Linked DNA regions of Sus scrofa: region 1 is linked to region 2. Evidence: chromatin contacts called from public HiChIP or PLAC-seq data. All regions are on one chromosome and are shown on one strand. Each heading gives the region's core, a stretch centred on a gene start, on an enhancer-like site or on the middle of the called end of the contact. The rest is flanking DNA. Distances are from core to core; before and after follow the strand shown.

Region 1 (6,845 bases), core at 2,407-4,906, 160 kb after region 2:
TTCAACCACAAAATGAAGAGAACAGGGAGATGGGAGATTGAATTAATGGTTCTCAACCCAGACTGTACATTAAAACAAACAAAAAAACTGGCAAAGCTACCTGTGCTTTGACTCCAAACCTAGTAATTGTGATTGATTTGTCCAAGAACGGGGTTCAGGCATCAGTATTTTTAAAAAGCTCCTCACAGAATTCTTATGTGCTGCCAAGACTGAGAACTGAACTAGGTATTTCTAAAGGTTGCTTCCCTTTTAAAATTCTATAATCCACTGCCACTCTGCTCATTTGCTAACTTACTGAATATCCTGTACCAGGTACTTGCACAAACATCTTAGTAAATCCTCACAACACTGTGAAGCAAATACTTCATGTTCATTTTACAAATGAGTCCAGTGAAGCTTAAAGAAGTGAAATGACTTGTTTGAGAGTCACAAGCTAGTAAGAAGCAGAGCTAGGATTCAGGTTTGGGTTTTTTTGTTGTTGTTCTAATCCACCCTACAAGCAATTTGCAACTTGCTTTCTCTAGCACTCACAGCAACTACTTGACCGCCTTCTATTCTCTTCCCAGGACCCCCCAAACTGAGCACACCAGTTTGTGGTTTTATGGATTGATTAAAGGGACAGTTACAGGGGCAGGGGATTAACCTCAAATTCTACAGTAATTTCATTACAGAATTACAGAACTCCTTCACCTGGAGAGGTTTCACAACTTAAAACAGCCCTCTGAGAGTATATCCACAAAGTCCATTTTATTCACTTAAGCCAACATACACCCTGCTATTAGGCATGCAGCTGGTGTACAAAGCTGGTTCTCAAAGATAAACTTACAAATAGAAAAGCAATTTTCACATGTTTTCCATTACGCCAGGCATTCTAAAACAAAATTCTAAGACAAATTCTAACAAAATAATTATTGGTAGAGAAATCAGAGTTGTTCTGTCAAAAAGCTTAAATATATAAGCATGACCTTCAAAATTTGTAGGCATTAATTCTATTTCCATGTAGTATAAACACTAAATACAGAGGCACTTTTATTTTTCTTATTTTTTATTTTTATTTTTTGTCTTTTTCCTTTTCTAGCGCCGTACCTGTGGCATATGGAGGTTCCCAGGCTAGGGGTCAAATCAGAGTTCTAGCCGCCGGCCTACGCCACAGTCAAAGCAACTCGGGATCCGAGCCGCATCTTCGACCTACACCACAGCTCACGGCAATGCCGGATCCTTAACCCACTGAGCAAGGCCAGGGATTGAACCTGCAATCTCATGGTTCCTAGTCAGATTCATTAACCACTGAGCCAAGACAGGAACTCCCAGATGCACTTTTAAATTATGATTATTATCCTTTTGTTGACTCACAGCTGTTGTTTCTTTGCTGCTTATCCTTCTGTCCATATCTACTCTGAAATTTCACAAACATTCAAGTTCTGTACCCCCAGACCAAAATTAATGAGTTGCCAAGGTAAATTCTCAAAAAAAAAAAAAAAAAAAAAAGGTGGTTAGAGAAGATTTAACTCTTCTGCCCCTGAAAGTGCAATTTAACAAGAAATTCATAAAGCGTATTTACAAGAAACACATGTGTATTTATCCATTCAAACCTTTCCTGAGCATGTGCTATGTTCTGGGGATGATGAGGCAACTCAGACCTGACCTAAACCTGCTGTCAAGAAGGTGCCATGACAGATACATTTACTGGGATGCAATGGGATAGATAGGTGAATTATTCTTGGGGAGAAAAAGAGGATGGGGTAAGGAGAACAGGGCAGAAGGAGCTTCTATAGGCTTGAGTGAATAATTTTAGGAGGAATAATTTCAGTACATGAACTCTCATAAACTGAGATTTCCTAAGAAATACTCCAGGAAATAGATATACTGAGAAACTAAATTAAAATCAGAAAGAGCAGCTAACAGACGAAACAAGGTGGAGAGAGACTACTCCACAGGAATGAGTTATATATCCTGCAGTTACGCTGTAAGAAAAATGAGAAGGCTTCAGTCATAAGATCTCACTTAAATACCAGTTTGGCTGTTAGATTTGAAGTTAGTTAAATCACTTTATTTGTAGGTAACTCTTCATACAGAAAAATATATACATATAATGGCAATTACCTAACAGTGGGGAAAAAAAGGTTTTTTTTTTTCTTCTAGAATTAAGGAAATTAGCGATCAAATCTGAGCCGAAGCTATATTTTTACCTAAAGATTGATAAGAGAAATTCTCCAAGATATGTTTAAGGGTTTATCTGATTTGTAGTTAAAAAGTCCTTTCAGTTCATTAACAGAATTTGGAAGCTCAAATGCCTTCATTAAAACTAGTAATTTACATTCACTTACTGGGGTGATTCAAGCTGAATCTTTTTTGATGCCTTGGTCAGTACACCAGTTTTATTTTTTGAGGCGATTACATGTGCTTTCCAAATAAGTAACTTAATACCATTCACCTCCAGTGCTGTGAGGACCCAAAGAGATTAAAAATAGAAGCTTTCCTTAATACCGAATTAACCTGAGGACCCCATGAGCTCGCAAAGGACAGAAAAATCTAAATGCTCAAAACACAGTAGGCAAGCACCTTTAAGGAACCAAAAGGAGGGGGGAAACCTCGCAATGTCAAGATCACTTCACCTTATTCTAAACAGAACACATGCCTTTGAGTCTCTCAATGTTCGTGTCTAAGTCCTTCTTTACTGAATTTGTTCTTCAGTGACGTACTGAAACACAACAAAGAAAGTATTTACCGATTTACAAACTTTGTGAGTCTCTGAATTACAGAGAAGAACTTGGTTATCTGTAACCTTAATACTACCCACGATTTCCAGTGCACACTCACAAGTTACTGCTTCAATGTCCTAAGGGCGCACAAGGATAGTCAAGCAACATGAAGAGGCAGCTCTCGGCCTTTAATAAAAATTTAAAAAATAAAGGAAAAATAAATTGGGCAAAAGACCATACAACTTTTAAAAGATTCCAAGTAAGTAAGACGTTAGAGCCAACGCTTCTATCAGGGTAAATTCTGCGGTGCCATTTTTGGCCGCCAATCACATAAAAATACGCTGTTCAGATTACAACGTCCGCGATGCCCAGACCCTGCAAACTTTTTGGACAGAGAGATGTTGGGGCCCTAAGATGCCATTGGCCACGACTGGGACCCCAGTCCCCGCGCCTCCCAACTTCTCACCCGATCTCAGGGTCCGCTTCGCGTCCGCCCGGCCCCCGCCCCGCGGCCCGGAGGACAGAACGAGCACCGGCACGGCCCCCCGGGCGGCCCCCGAGCCCTCCCGCAGCGGCGGCGGCGTCCTGCGAGCGGGCGCGGCTCCCCCAGGGCGAGGGGAGCGGCCGGGAGCGCCCCGTTTCTCACAGACCCCAACATGGCGTCGGCCGCCGCCGCCCGAGACGACGACACCTCCCCGCGCCGCCGACGGCCGGGGACCGCGGAGGGAAGCGCCCGGAAAGTTTCGCTTCTCCTCTCCCCGCCCGCCGGCGGCCGGTGGACAACCAACTCCGGCTTCACCTACCCGGCCGGGCGCGGACGGCGGCGGCGGCGGCAAAGGTCCGACTCCTCCTCGTCCCGAGCGCCGGGCGCGGACTCTGCTCGATCCTCCGCCCCAGCCTCCCAGAGTGGGCAGCCAACAGCGTTTCGCAGCCGGCGCGATCCAGACGCGGCGGGCTGGCGTCGAAGCCGCTCGCAGGTGACCCTCCCGCCCCTCCAGTCGAACCCCACAACGGCCGCCGGGGACAGCCTCTCCCCTGCGCGCGCACGGGCGCGCCGCCACCCACACGCCAGCCGCGAGCGCGGGCACGAGCACACCCACACCGCTCGCTCCCCGCCCTTTCTTGCCCGTTCCCTCGCCCCGCCCGGGCGGCCCCGCGCGACGAGCTCGAGGGGGCGGAGCCACCACGAAAGCCACACCCACCTGGGTAGCCAGGGCCTGGGGTTGGTTCCTCCGTGCTCAGTGGGAACGCGCGCCTTGGAGCCGATTGGGCGCACGTGGGACGTCTTACCTGGGCTGCCTAGCTGCGGGCAAGTCCTTGGAAAGGATTGTTCATCTGCCCACGAAGTTCTTAGCGAGGCTGGAAGAACGGAAGGAAGGCTGGGCCCCCTCTCCCACACCACCGAACTGGCCTGTAAGGGGAACTCAAGAACTTTCCACTGCCGGGAAATAAAAGCTGGGCGGACTTTTGTTTGCTACTCCCACTTTAGCACAGCGTTCCTGCCTGTCACATCTTCCACTGGCTTTTCCTAAGACCCCACCACTTGAAACAGAGGGAGCTGCGGCTACAACACACATACCCCATACAGTCTTTTAAGTGATGGATGACTTATTCCCTGACTTAGAACTCTGGTCTTTCCAAAACTTTTTCTCTGACGCCACAAACGTCATCCAACTTCACACATCTGAAAACAGTAATGATACCATATAAGGTTAAACCTGCCCTTCTTCATTTATAACGCAGCTAAGCGAGCTGACGGATACGTGGAGAGATGTTTAAGATGACTAAGATGAGGAATGGGGGGAGGAGACAGAATATTCACTTCAAACGGAAAGCGTATAGGCAGAAATTAGACTTGGGTAAATTTTATCTTTCCCGTTGATCTATTATTTCAAGGATATTTTACCTTTGATTATTCTTGAATTAGAACCACCGCACCCAAGCCACATAAAAGAGCACCCACCTAGGGATACATAAGCAGGAACTTTCTTTTGGTCTGGGATCCCCTCCAGGTATTCAGCCTCCCATCCTCACTTTTTCCATATCTCAGAAACAAGCAAGTCTTTTAAATAAAATTAGTAACTAGAAAAAAACTGCAAAACCGATATTTTTTTTTAATAGGAAAACGTAGACTATTACCACCAGAAAAACTTTACATCTGTTAGGTATAGTTGTCTCTGAAGACAAGTGTAAATGTCCCCAGGATTCTCATCTGAACCATCACCCTACCCCAATTTCATTTAGTTCCTTCTTCCTCTACATGCAGAAGACCATCTGTCAGTGGAAAAAAGGATGGACTCCATCATCTCCAAAATCCCTTTCAATTTTGAGATTAGGAATGGCTATGTCTGATTGGTTGGCTAAAGTCTAGTCTAGAACAATAGTCACCAAACATTTTTGTCACTCACTTACCAGTAAAAGTTTGTCCTCTCGTATTTCCCAATATACTTATTTAGCTCACCCTAAAACGTATGGACTTAGAAGCCAAACTACTCAAATTCAGCTTTGCCACCAGCTACCTGTTTCCTTGGGCATATCCAAATTTTGCCTTAGTTTCTTCATTTGTAAAATGAGGGTAATTAAAGTATCTACCCCCTAGTGTTATTACTATTTGTAATGTATAGTGACTTGTGCATGGTAAGGGCTATATGAGTGTTAAATTTAAAATATATATAATTAATTATAAAGTGTATACACACACACGCCTATTATAATATTGATGTAAAACAAATAGATTGCCATTTATTTCTCCAGTAAAAATGGGTTTACTCAGGATCAACCAAGAACTGCAATTCAGGGTATGCTTCCATGTGGATTCCACCTACAAGTCCCTACACTGCAAAGAGAGGAGAACTCTTTTAAAGAGGGAAAGAAGAAGGTGGGAGGGCTATTGTAAACGATGAGTCCATTGGAGATATTATAAATTCCAAGTATAATGGCTTTTCATTGGTTGAGTTGTGACAGTCTCTCATTGGTTGAGCTCTTGCCAAGCAAGAAGAAGGCTTTCTTCTTCCTGCTGGGCAGTGCTATTGTCATAGGGCTGAAGAGCTCCCTCTTCTGACCTCCTGCCTCTGTATTAATTGTGGTTTCTGTTCATTAATTTTTATAATGATATGCCTATCATGATATGCCTAACTATAAAACATACAATATAAAAATCAGAAATAATGATTTAAAACATATATCTCTGTGTGTTTTCTTTCTGTACTCTGCATATTCTGTACCCTCCTTGGGCTGTGTGCACCCCAGTTTGGGGATTATTGACAAATATAGTGGCCACTAGCCATGAGTCATTATTTAAATTAAAATTTTAGTTCCTCAGTCACACCAACCACATCTCAAGTGCTTAAAGGTCACATGACTACTGGACAGTGCAGATTTAAAAGTCACATGACTACTGGACAGTGCAGATATATAAAAGTTCTATTGGACAGCACTGACAAAGCTGAAAAAAAAACAAGGCACTCAGGCAGTAGGATCAGCTCCTGATTCAGACCCACACTGTGGCACCTTGTTCAAATCAAGTGATAAGATCGCTCTCTGAACCTCAGATCTCTGTAAAGTGAAGATGAAAATAGGAACTTCCTCATGGATTGCTGAGCAGAGGAAATGAGATAAGGGGTGTAAAGTCTCTGGCAGAGTGTCTAAAACATAGAGGAACTTGAAAATGTTAGTAAAATTGAATTTGACCAAATGTTTTAATCCTAAAAGGCAAAGTTCTTACAATCATCCTTGACCCGATGGTTAAGTTTTTCAAGGATACCTATTTTGGAAAAGACAAGAGTTTGGTTAACTTTTAGTTGAAAACAGAGCATTCAAAGGAAGACAGCAGGAATTCCCATTGTGGCTCAGTGGTAACAAACACAATTAGTATCCGGGAGGTCACGGGTTCGATCCCTGGCCTCGTTCAGTGGGTTGGGGATCCAGGGTTGCCATGAGCTGTGGTGTAGGTCAGCAGCTGCAGCTCGGTTGGATCCTGTGCTGCTGTGGCTGTGGTGTAGGCCAGCAGCTACAGCTCCAATTCAACTCCGGCTTGGGAACTTCCATATGCCACAGGTGCTGCCCTAAAAACAAAAGAAGATGGCAGATCCTTCCATTTTAATGACTCCTTGATTTCTCTGTTCACCTAACCCTCAGACAGAC
Region 2 (6,857 bases), core at 1-2,500:
CTCCCAAAACACCCAAAACTTCAGAGGTGGGCTCTAGTGAGCAGGCACATTCACTCCATCACACCACTTCAGGGACATTAAAGTTATTCTGAACAAACAGCAAACCAAATAAATGAGGCTATTAATTCATTCGGATCAAACTATAGCCAGTTTCCAAGGTTGTCAACCTCTGTATTATCCCACATTAGAAACACTCAAAGTTCAAGTTTCAGTGCGCATAATATTGTAGGAGTAGGATTAACTGACAATATCTTGCATTTGTATCATGAATTACACTTTTCAAAGTACTGCTTTTAAGGCAGGGACAGTCTGGGAGCTCTTTGGCTAAGAGAGAGCGGGAGGGGTGGAGCCAGCAGCCAGGAGCCAGGCAAGGAAACCTGAAGGCTGGGCGTTGGGGGGCACTGAGGTTCCCGGTTCCCTCCTGGAAACGGTTCCATCACTCTGCCGGCAGGTGTACCAGGCTTTTCGCCCTCTGTCCTGTTTTCTGACTCTAACTTTAGCGATTTTACTAGAATTCAGTTTTTTTTCTGATGGGGAATCAAAGGGTTGGAAGGGACACGCTCAAAGAGCCTTTCAAAAAACTACAATTATTAGTCCCAAAACATTCAAACATGCTGTTATCTGACAGAACAGCATTGTTATGTCTTACTCGCGAACCAAACATACCTGTTACTGCAGCAGACACTTGCGTGTAGATTCTACATAGATCACTGCTGAAATTAACACCAGCAGTAGTCGTGGCCGAGTGGTTAAGGCGATGGACTAGAAATCCATTGGGGTCTCCCCGCGCAGGTTCGAATCCTGCCGACTACGGGCAGGTACACTTTTGCTATGAACATGGCCTTCCTTTTGCAGGCTTCTCCACAGACTATTTGAACTATTTATGAACGTTTAGGATAGGAGGGGGACCCCCAATGGGGCCAGAAGAAGAGCAGATGAAAGAGTCAGGGAGTCGTGTGACTGTTGTTACAACCTGAGTCCAGGAGAGGGAGATGGAACAAAACACTCCAGACATCCTGGAACAAAGACAAGCGAGGCAGCGCCAGGTTACGCAGAAAGGAACAGCTCCGACCACCAGCTCCACCAGAAAGCCTGCGCCACGGGGCCTCCGGAACCCAACTAGACCTTCCACGACAGCGCTCTTGCGCTGCGGCCTCGCCGGGACCCGGGCGGCCCTGGGACAGCGCACGCATGCGCGAGGACGGCGAGCGCGCGCAGCGTGTCCTCGCGTTGCCCCTGGAAACCACGCAGTACTATAGCAACTGCAGAGGCGGAGGGCTGTGACAATTCAAGATGGCGAAGGACCTGGACGAGCTCTTGGATGAGGTCGAGTCCAAGTTCTGCGGATCAGACCCCCTGAGACTGGGCATTGTCGAGCGGCCCAGAGGCTGCGGCGGCGGTGTCCTCAGCAACGACCGGAGCCGAGCCGAGGAGAAAGAGACTCTCAGGTTAACGGGCGGGAGGGGTGGGCTGCTCTGGTAAAGCCTGCTCCAGGCCCTAAAGCCACCCCTCCGCCGCCGGACCCTAAGGAACGCACCCCCTCGCCCGAGACTGCCGGCTCCTCTCCCTGTTAGGGACCAGACCCTTGATTGCCCGCTCCCAGGGCCGCACACACTCTAACTTCTTGTCCTCGAGGATCCTGTCATCTCTTCCCAAGGCCCGACTCCGCCCCTGAGCAAACCCCGACACCTGGCCCCGGCCATGCCTCGTCTCTGAGAGCCCAAGGCTTCACCCGGTTTCTGTCACCCAGATAAATCCCAGGGGGTTCCGATGGGGTACAGGTGGTGCAGCCTAGGCGCCCTTTCTTGAGCGCCGAGGGGTCACGGTGACCCGGCCTCCGTTTGCCTGAGCTGTTGTCATCCTCTTTTGAGGCGCCACCTCAAAGGAGAACCTCATCATCTTGCCTCTGACCCTGTACCTCAGGCAAGCAATCATTGGGCTGATTGTTGGGGAAAAAAAAAAATGCTTCCATTCTGTTCCATCATCAGTTGATTTCTTTTAACTCAGAGAATTAGATGAGATTAGATATATGATAAAAGGGTTTAATTATTGGTAATTGGTACTGTCTTTATTAATCCTAACCACCTTCCTTCTACCCACGGCCCCAGCTCAGAGTACCAGAGGATCTGAGGCATCCAAATTGAAATTTGGAGAATTTCCTTAAGTCTTCGGTTTTGATAAAAAAAAAAAAATCTTTCGGATTTGTCAGTCATTTTTCTTTAGTGTAATTATAAAATAATAGGACTGTCTTCTTTATCTCATTTCCCCCTCAACCCCAAAAAACCAAAAGTTTTGCCAGAACAAGTATTGTCCTTCAAAGTGATGGCTTGGGAGCAGTACCTCTTGCTTGAATCTCTTGGAAACACTTGTGGAATTACACAGAGACAGCTTTGGAACAGCCCAAGAAAGTCATTCTTTTTCATTTATGGCTGTATTCCTGGGTTTGGTTTTGTTTTTGTGTGCCTGTGTGTAATTTCCCAGATGTATTACCCAACACCATTGGCTGCACAGTTTACCAGATTTACTTCTCATGACATTTGTTTGTTTATAAAAATTCACCCTCAGAAGATAAAAACATTGGAAAGAGTCTAAAGTTCAGAAACAGAAGTTCTGAAAATTAGTCAAGTACTGGGCAGCACTCTAAAAAATAAATGTAGAACCAGCTAAAAGCTAGACTGCTTTGAATGGGCCCATTTGACTTTGTGTACAAAGATGACTCGTTAATTTGAATATCATTATCTTGAGCGCTAGACATCCTTATGGGCTCATTCCCAGCACATCTGCCATCCTGATCCCGCATTACCTACCAATTTCTTTGTACTTTTTATTCATTGCTTTGGGGAAATGGAGAGACTTTCTCAAACAGCCTTCCGGAGCCTATTCATCGGAGGAGAACTGGCGCAGAGGGGTAGAATATCTTGGAGCAGCCTGCTCAGAATGGGAAGGGTTACTAAAGTGCACATATTCTCCGTTTACATGTTGTTTTATGCCTCTCTGTAGCCTGTTGTTATACTGTGAAAATACATCCATAAAGCTTCTAGCACCCCATCCCACCTTACTACATCAGATTTTTTTCATAATAAATTTATAAAAGCTAGCACACCAGTGCTGTTGTCATGTGTTAAAACTTTTCTTTTGGCAATGGAGTTGTAAAGGTAAGTTTTTGCAAAAAAACAAAAAAGCAACAAAGACACTAAACCTAATAATAAATACAGTTCCTACCTGGCATACAGTGTGAAATATTAAAATTTTCACCTGAACCAAAATTGATACCTGAAACTTAGGAACTGATTTATATTGTGAATTTATTAATAGGAGACACTCTGCCAGTTATACAGAGGTAGAGCCTGTGTCTCTTTTTCTTCTGAGGGTTAAAATACTGAAATTGTCTCTTAAAATGATAGCTCTACAAATAATAAATGGCCATGCCACATCCGGGTACCAGGAACAACTGCTAATATAAATGATCAGAACATTTGCAATTTGGTGAAGAGTTCAAAATGATAAAGGGAACTATGCAATAATTTTTTTTAAAAAGAGGCTAATGTGGGTTGAACTGCAATAAGAATAAAGTGGTTCAAGATCATACGAATGGAAGTATTTACAGATAATATCATAACCTCCTAGATAATAGCTATAATAATAGCCAACATTTATTCAGTCTATATGCTGAGAGCCTTATATGTGTTAATTTCATTTAATCTCTGCCACCCTGTGAGGTGAATCCTATTATCCTTGTATCACTGACCAAACCAAAACTTAGAAAAATAGTTACTTGCTCAAGTTTCTATTTCCAAGTCTACCAGGACATTGTACATCCAGATTTAGGCTTTTATATATACCTTTCACATTCAATTAGGGGTTTCAAGTGTGTATTTTATTTAGAATGCATATTTTATTTTTGAATATCTATATCTTAAATCAAGATTCAATATAAGAAGCAAAGTTAGGTTGGGAACCAATAAATGTTTACTAACCTTTGATTAAGATTTCTGGTATTATAGCATCAAAAGACAAAAAAAAATATTATACTGTCCTTTAAAATTTATGTGCTTCCTCAATGAAATGATGGCATTTTTCCTCCCATTTCTATAGCAAAGCACAGGCAAGCATAGGCATCATGAAATTGCACAATCTAATAGCAGACCAGAATCTTGTGTAAGCTGACAGTTTGGATCCCTAACAGTGCTGAGTAGCTTGGTGAAGTTTGAATGCATCCAATTCTTGAAATTATGGAGTTGCATGAAAGAGGAGAATCTAGAGAGTAACTGAAAACCAGAGGAGAAAATTTCTAGAGGACATTTTAGCAACTTGCTGTCATGAGAGAAATTGAAGGAACGGGTACCCAAGTGTCAGGTGCTGCTGAAAAATTAAAGAGGATTAGAACTGAGACAAGCCAGTGAATGCAGTGATTTGGGCAGTAGTGACTTTGAAGAGAAAAAAAAAAAAAAAAAAGAGTTTCACTATTGTTGAGGGATGTAGAGGCCAGAGATAGACTATTACACCTGAAAGAAGTTATAAATGGTTGTCTAACTCTCCTTTTTACATGTGAAATGTCTGAGGCTCCGTGAGGTTAAATAATTTAAACTAGGTTGCATGTTTTCAACCAGTGATGATTTTACCACTCAAGGGCATTTGGCAGTGTTTGCTGTTTTCTGATTGTCATAACTGGGAAAGGGTATGCTACTGGCATCTAGTGGGTGGAAGTGAGGGATGCCGTAAAACATCCTGCAACACATCAGCCTGCCACCTCTCCCTGCAACACACACACACACACACACCCAAGAATTATCTGGCCCCGATTGTCAGTATTGTCAATGTTGAGAAACCCTCGTCCAGGTCATGCGCTAATGCTAAATCCAATATAGTTGTAAAGAAGTAGAAATAATGAATAATTGACTGGTCGTCAGTAGTAAGCAAGAGTGACAGCCTCTGGAGTGTCTCTTTGAGGAGGAAAGCATACTTTATATAGAGGAGAAAATATTAGGGGTAAAAGTTAGAAAAGGAAGAATTGAAGAGGGGAAACCTGGTCATAGATGGAATTAGACATTCAGTAGCAGGCAGTAGCCTCTGAATGTTCTTACATCAGGTTAATTATCTCACTCGAAGCCATTTTAAAGAAGGGCTATTGTCCTGATGTTAAGAATTTCAGTACAAATATGTTTTTAAAAATAGAGTTAGACTACAGAGCCTGTCTTCTAAAATAATTTAGTGATCCAATGAAGTTATGAAGTTGACGTACAGTATCTATAACATGCAAACTTTAGAGTTCAGCTCGTTTATGTTAGGTGTCTGGACTGCCCTAGATTCAATTCCAAGCCTCCCCTCCCACTATTTGTATGACCTTGGGCACGTTTCTGAGTCTCTAAATCCTTATTTCTTCATCTGTGTAGCAAATATTCAGTAAATGTTAGCTGTTAAATGGAAGTTCCATGCAGTAAACAGTTTGTATTAGTAATCTTGTGATGGCTTTACCTACAGACGGTAAAGAGGTTGTTGAGATGCTCTGTCAAAGCTAATATCAACTGTGTGTATGTGTGTGTAATTAATTGATCATTTGATTATATAACCTTTGGCTCCTGTAGTAAAGAGATATGGTTATTTGACTTACAGTGGAACCCTTAGAGAAAAATTTAGACATATTTAAATTATATTTGTTTACAATGCTCATATTCTACTTATAATTGAACATATTTTGTATTCTTTAAAAGAGTGGCTGATGTAATTTAGAAAAATACATATCCAGCTTTCTCTTAAATGTAACATACAGCTTTAAATGTTTTAAGTATGTAAAAGTACATATGTGAATGTGTACCTGATAAACTACATCTTTTTCTCAACAAATTTAGGCTGTGTCCATAGTAAGGGGGAAAAGTCACATTTGTCTTTCTGTTAGCAACTCTATCAACAGGCTTTATTTAAACAGAATTCTTCTGATACTGGTTGATTTTACCTGCACTTAAGCTTCAACTGTTTGTTGTTGTTGTTTGTTTTTTCAGACCAACAGAAACATTTAAAAAAGAAGATGATCTTGACAGTCTTATTAATGAAATATTTGAAAAGCCCAACTTTGACAAAAAACACTTTGTAAGTCAAGTGTAAATGTAGAGCAATTCTTTCATTATTTCAATGAAATGCTGTTTAGAATAGTCCAAAAACTTGTAGACTGCACAGTTATAGTCCTTTGAATTCTGAAAAATACAAATTATTTAAAGAAATTATTCCACTTAGATTTATAGAAGAAAATTAGGAACTCTGTGTTTTGCTGTTTATTTCTCGGCAAGAAATTAGGAAAACTGTTGAACAAAAGGCAACTTGCAGATCAAGTGGATAACTTGTATTTATTCGTTGACTCTAAGAACACTTTTCTAAGAGACCCAAAACATTGTTCATTATGGGAGTGTGCTTAGCATCTCAAATGCTTTTCCACTTATAATATAGTATAATATCAAAGAGAAGCTTATTTATCTTTAAGCCTGCAGAAGAGAAAGCAACCCTAGCAAACTTCTAAGGAAAGCAGATCAATGTACAACATGGGTTGGATTAGGAAAAGTGGCTGTGAGTGGCCAGTCCATGCCCACCTTGTCCTCAGAGGCCAGATCATCCTCCTGAGAGTACTGCTCCCTCCCCCATTCCTGGCCCATCCTGTTGTGTTTATTTTTTATTTTTAGTTGAAGTGTAGTTGCTTTGCAATATTATATACATTTCAGGTTGTTGTTTTTGCTAATTGCTCTCAGACTCACACAGGAAAGCCCAGAAACAACAGCAGATGTCCCAGTGTGTCAGCTCTTGAGCTGTAAGCATGCGCCCGGATGGTCCCTGGAACGAGCTCCTGAAGGCAAAAGGATCTACACGCA

What was found. HiChIP or PLAC-seq counts read pairs in DNA pulled down with a chosen protein or histone mark.
Region 1: a contact with region 2 is called in an H3K27ac HiChIP or PLAC-seq map of alveolar macrophages. The contact joins the promoter of PLEKHF2 here to the promoter of C4H8orf37 in region 2. A contact is called at or near these places in 1 of 5 promoter capture datasets (liver), 3 of 47 Hi-C or Micro-C datasets (heart right ventricle, liver and skeletal muscle) and 2 of 2 datasets of contacts at active chromatin or transcription factors (alveolar macrophages and skeletal muscle).

What each region holds. Positions count from the first base shown.
Region 1 is chr4:41,531,276-41,538,120 of Sscrofa11.1, forward strand. PLEKHF2 (pleckstrin homology domain-containing family F member 2) reads right to left here and starts at 3,657. Exons shown (of 2, transcript XM_021089079.1): 1 at 3,506-3,657.
Region 2 is chr4:41,372,475-41,379,331 of Sscrofa11.1, forward strand. C4H8orf37 (protein C8orf37 homolog) reads left to right here and starts at 1,251. Exons shown (of 6, transcript XM_001924281.4): 1 at 1,251-1,448; 2 at 6,000-6,087. The coding sequence starts at 1,294. TRNAS-AGA (a tRNA gene) reads left to right here and starts at 732; the gene lies at 732-813.